Linked DNA regions of Pan troglodytes: region 2 is linked to region 1. The links are chromatin contacts, called in public Hi-C maps. All regions are on one chromosome and are shown on one strand. The core of a region is the stretch at or near the end of the contact, and the rest is flanking DNA. Distances in the headings are between cores, read along the strand shown. Region 1 holds the start of ISCA2 (iron-sulfur cluster assembly 2). Region 2 holds the start of FCF1 (FCF1 rRNA-processing protein).

Region 1 (2,626 bases), core at 80-2,579:
CTAATTCCAGGTTCTTCAAATTGGTACAACTGGTGACAATCCCAGAGTCACCAGTCATCACATCAAAGTTTGATAGAGAAAGATGACCCACAGGAGCAGCCTTGCTGTGCTTGAGGATTGTTCAACACTTGAAATGAGCTTCGGATCAGTTCTTGGCTGAAGTCCACCTGGGCCCCTTTCACGAAGGCCAAGCTATCAGAGTCAACCACCACTCTTGCCCCACCCTGTTCAAATACCCTGAAAAGACAGGAGGAAGGCATTAAGGAGTATCGCAAACACAAAAAAGACACCCCCTGAGCCCAGAGGTGCACATCCTCTGTTTTCTAAAGTACAGAGGGAGCTTCCCCATTACCTTTAACAGGTGCTGATTTTCTTTGAGGCAAAATGATTCAATGGAATAAATACTGGGAAACGTGTAGGGACTTAAGCCTGGAATCTAGTCCGGCCTGACTTTCTACCGACTACCCAATGGACCTGGGCAGATCAATTTTGCTCCTATAACTTAGTTATTTTGATTCAGAACAACAAACCTTTACTGCATCCTCACTGTGAGGCGGGCGGTGTTAACCATCCCAGGTAAACCCTTTAAATTTGGAATAAAAGTGCACCTTAAACTGGAGACACTTTTGTCCCTCCTGTACCTCCTTTGGGGACCCACCCCTTCCTCCTTGCCTGTCGTCGGGGTTGATAACTGTATCCAGTGAAAATTTGTATTGGAATCCGGAGCATCCACCTCCCTCCACTTGCAGCCTGAGGAATTCTGACCCTTCGGTGATTTCCAAAAGCCTCTGAAATGCAGGAAGGGGGATCAAGAATAGCGGGAAACGGGAGTTAAAGGGCTGAGTGAAGAGCAGTTCCCGCTGCTCCCGCCAATCGCCTGGGTACCGCCGCTCCGCGTCCGGCCTCCTACCTGGACGCAACTGTCTGTGAGGCGGATCTGCCCTTCGCCGGCCTCGGGGCTGGAGGACGACGCCTCCCGACGCGCCTGGGGTCCCAGGGAGGCCGCGAGGAGCCTGCGCGCAAGGGAGGAGGGTAAGCCCGGGAGCAGAAGGGGCACCTTGCAACCCTCGACCTGGAGCGCCTCACGCTAAACCTGGCGACCCCCACCTGGACGGCCTCCCACCAAACCCTCGCATCCCCCACAGGCCTTAGTTTCCCATTTGTCCTAGAGGCGCAGAACCAAACACCCTTTCCAGGTGCCTTTCTAGTCTTGGTACCTGCCCCTCGGCCAGGGAGTGACCGCTCTCTGCGTCGCGGCCGTTAGGGACGACCCCCAGGCGGCAGCCATCTTCCTCCACAAGCTCCGCCCCTCGCGTCTCCCCCGTTTCTCACCCGGGGCCTCGGGAGGCGGAGAGAACGAACAGGAGGCCGGGACTTCACGGAGGCCCCGCCCCCAACATGCCTATTGGGTAGTGCGGGAGGAGAAGGTGTCTGATTGGCTAGAAATGCTCCAGACGGCAGCGGCGGGGACGCACCCAGGAAGCCGGAGAGGTGCTCTAAAGGGAAGGAACGGGGCGGGGAGGAGTGAGGCGGGGCGGGGCGGAGGTGGGTCCGGGCGGGTCAGGCCTCTGAGGGAATGGCATGGGCGGAGACTGCAGGCCTCTGGGCCTGAGAGGGCTGGAGCTGGCTTTCCGGAGCCGGGGGCGGGGCGCGGGCGGGCCTCAGCTGTGGTTACTGGTGACAGGTCGCCTGACTGGGCTCCTCCCCGGGCCCGCCCCCACAGGTTTGTCTTGTGACCGCGGGCAGCCGCTGCTTCTTTCCCGAGCTTGGAACTTCGTTAGCCGCGATGCGTTTCCTGGCAGCTACATTCCTGCTCCTGGCGCTCAGCACCGCTGCCCAGGCCGAACCGGTGCAGTTCAAGGACTGCGGTGAGCCCCAGGCCCGCCCAAGGTTCCCGCGCCCTCTGTGGAAGGCCCCGCCGGACCCCCGCGCTGAGACCCCTGGGGCTGGGCTGGGCGGATCCCTCGGGCGGCCAGGCTGAGCCTTGGACCCTACCTAACTGGAATGGGCTGGGTCGGGGGAGAAGGCGCCGGCCTCCATGAAACCCGACCGCACACAACTTTGTTTCTTTCCTTAGAACGCGTGTTTTGGGGTTCCTGGGAACTCCAGGAGGTGGGCCTTTTGCTGAAGTTTCCTAAAGTTTGTAGGGCGGACAACAGAAGGGCTGTATCCAGCGCTGGTGGAGGGGTGGAGCACAGAACTTCTTTTTATTTATGCTTTGTATCTTGGAATCCCGCCTCCCCCTTCCAACTCCTTTTGCTTTTCTTTTAATTTCGTTTTTGCTGACAAGTCAAAAGTCAATTCCCCTTTTTCATCATTTATTGTTACAAATAGGACTTCCTTTGGGCTTTGGAATCTTGTGATTCTTAATCAGTTTTTCCTTGTATAAATCTCATTGTGTCTCTAATCACAGCTTGTGATACATAACTCCCTCTCGCCGCTGTGGTTGGAATCTTTGTTGGAAAATACAACAGGTGGTAGAAATTCTGAGTGCCTTCATTGAGTCGAGTCTATAGAATTGTCGGAACAGAAACTCGAGCAATTTTGTTCAGAGGTGGAGGTAGAGAGATAGAACTGTCAATGAAAGAGGCATGAAACTGACTTTGTAAGATCTATGAGTGGAAAG
Region 2 (2,626 bases), core at 43-2,542, 220 kb before region 1:
CTAAAGGCTGAGAATAATAATTCTGAAGGTTTTAACGACTATTCTCTTATTCTGAGAGTCTTTTTTGTATTTTTAGTGGAGACAGGGTTTCACCGTGTTGGCCAGGCTGGTTTTGAACTCCTCACCTCAGGTGATCCACCCGCCTCAGCCTCCCAAAGTGCTGGGATTACAGGCGTGAGCCACTGCGCCCGGCTTTCTGAGACTCTTAAACTCAGTGAAGATCAGTCTTTATTTAATAGCTATGCTTATTCTACACTTAAGCAGGGACACCGCTTTGATCCTCTTCATACTAGGGAATTTCACTTCACTTTCTTCTTCCACAGTGATTTGGATTCTTATATTAGTAAGACTTATAAAATGGAGATATCTTGGAGTTTTCCCATTTTCTCTGACAAAAATATTTGAGTACCAGGCACTGGAAACGCCAGACAAACAAGGTCTCTAACCTTGCCATCTTTCAACAAGAAACACTCCCCTCGCCCCACCCCAGGGGAATGTAGTAGTGTAATGGTAAAAACATAAAGAGAACTATACGGACTTCACCGAACTGACATGAGGTTTAAATGCGATATGGCAGACAAAGCATATAACGGTAGAAAAAGTGAACACTTAAGAAATGTTTAATTCCCATCGCCTTTCCCAGTGTGATCGCTCAGCAGCTAAATTACTGTTAAACACTGGCTATCTCATGCTATATAAATCTAAGACACAATAATAAGCAAAAAACAAAATAATAACAACAAACATTTTTACTACTTATCCTCTCTAGACTCTTATTAGAATATCCCTGGGCAGTTGATTCCAGACACTCACAGCCTCTGATCTCTGAGACTAAGCATTCGCTTCATGGTCGCATACTTCCTTGTTTTCTTTTGCTTCCCCTTGAAACAGAAATTTTAGAATTAAAAAAGTTGGAAACACACGGCATCTTTTAAAGTCTCTTCTTTTCTCTTGTCCATTGCCTTCCCTTCTTGCCTCAAATAACCCAGACCCTCTTCCCCACTCTGTAAAGCATAACAGTCACCGCTTGGAGAAGTTTAAGAGCTAAGACCAGAATGAAAATATGCTAGGATAATGTGAAGGAAATTTGGCCACGGTCTGACTACTTCCTTCTCCACCCAAAAAGTGGCCTGATAACGTCCCTTCTTGGACCCTCTTCTCTCACCATGGTCACGCCAAACTCCTGGTTCTTCCGTAATCACCAACGGCGCAATACTTCTACGTCATTCACATACTGCTTCCGGCAAAGGATAGCCCGGAAGCGGAAACTCCTTGGGGAAACGGCAATCCCCCGAGCCGGTTCCCAGGCCGGGTGGAGACCAACTCTGGGGTCTCTTGGTGGGAGAGTGGGGAGCCCGTCTTCTGCTGAGTGCTGCCGCCCCTTCCCAGGACAGCGGAGGTGGAACTTCGTCGCGCTGCAACCCCCGGCTCGGGTAACGTTTCTCTCCAGCCTTAGGCAGAGCCCAGAAGACCTGCCTTTACCAGAGTTCCAGAGAGAGAGAGAGGGAGGACAAGGGTAGGGGGGTTCAGACTCCTGGTTTGCTCAGTAGTTTGGGGGAACACATTCTCCTCACCCTGTAGCGTTGGGGTATCCGGTGTCTATGGTCCAGCCCTGAGGCTGTGGTTCCTATTTGGTTTTCCTAGCCGATACGGTGCTTTGTGCAGCTAGGTGGATGATTGTTCTCGAGTATATACCGTGTACTCCTCTCGGTGAAGAGAGAAATGAAGCAGTGTTTGAGGGCCTAGACTATCGCTAGAGAATTGGGGCATAAGCTTGCATATGTTACTACTTACCCAAGCCAAGAAAATGGTGAGATACAATGCACATTTATTGTGAAGCCTTGGTGTGTCATCTTTAAGTAAAAAGGGAGAATTTGTGAGAACAAGGAGCGAAAGGTAGCTTTTTTCTTTGAGTACCTGCTATGTATTCCAGTGGTTCTTAACTTTTTGGAGATAACTTATTTCTTGAAAGTTTGTGGAAAGCCAGGAACAATTCTTTAAAAAGTGGGCACACATACAGTTTGTAATACACTTTATGAGATTGGTGGACTCTGAAGCCCATCCGTGGACCCTCTGGGTGTCTGTAAACTTTAGATGAAAACCCCCATCCTATATACTGTACTTGTCACTTTATTCATGTTACCTTCTTTGACCTTCTCAATAACATAAATACTCTTATTTTACATATGGGGAAACTGAGCCCCAGACTTTGTTCAGGGGTCTGTTTGAGTCTCGTGATTCCAAAGTCTGTACTTGTATTTCTTTTTTTCTTTTTCTTTCTTTCTTTCTTTTTTTTTTTTTGCACATTGTCTTCCATTCTCCAGCTACTGATCAAGCTGGGAACGGAATGGGTACCTCTGTCATACTTTTCTTATTGCATGATGCTATCCTAGAATTGGAAGTAAAAAATGTTATCAGGTTTAAAAAAGAAGGTGACCATTGTATAACCCTTATGATGAAAACACGTTTATTGTTTAACACGAACTTTGGAGTCTGACTGATGGGGTTAAAATCCTTGCTCTGCCTTATAACTCGCCATGACATTGGGCGAGTTAATCTATCTGCATCTCAGTTTATCTGTAAAATGGAGATAATCATAATAGCACTCTTTTACTGGGATGTTATC

Evidence for each region. Hi-C and Micro-C count contacts between places; a contact is called where the count stands out from the background.
Region 2: a Hi-C map of stem cell-derived neural progenitor cells shows a contact between it and region 1, with 2.3 times the contacts expected there. The contact joins the promoter of FCF1 here to the promoter of ISCA2 in region 1. A contact is called at or near these places in 1 of 7 Hi-C or Micro-C datasets (stem cell-derived neural progenitor cells) and 1 of 1 datasets of contacts at active chromatin or transcription factors (stem cell-derived excitatory neurons).

The regions. Positions count from the first base shown.
Region 1 is chr15:72,443,823-72,446,448 of NHGRI_mPanTro3-v2.0_pri, reverse strand. It overlaps ISCA2 (iron-sulfur cluster assembly 2), which reads right to left and starts at 1,329. Exons shown (of 4, transcript XM_009428131.4): 1 at 1,218-1,329; 2 at 911-1,013; 3 at 659-788; 4 at 1-237. The coding sequence starts at 1,288. The coding sequence ends at 179. NPC2 (NPC intracellular cholesterol transporter 2) reads left to right here and starts at 1,769. Exons shown (of 5, transcript NM_001009075.1): 1 at 1,769-1,868. The coding sequence starts at 1,787.
Region 2 is chr15:72,662,227-72,664,852 of NHGRI_mPanTro3-v2.0_pri, reverse strand. It overlaps FCF1 (FCF1 rRNA-processing protein), which reads right to left and starts at 1,292. Exons shown (of 9, transcript XR_010150970.1): 1 at 1,166-1,292; 2 at 814-881. It overlaps AREL1 (apoptosis resistant E3 ubiquitin protein ligase 1), which reads left to right and starts at 1,223. Exons shown (of 20, transcript XM_001157027.6): 1 at 1,223-1,433.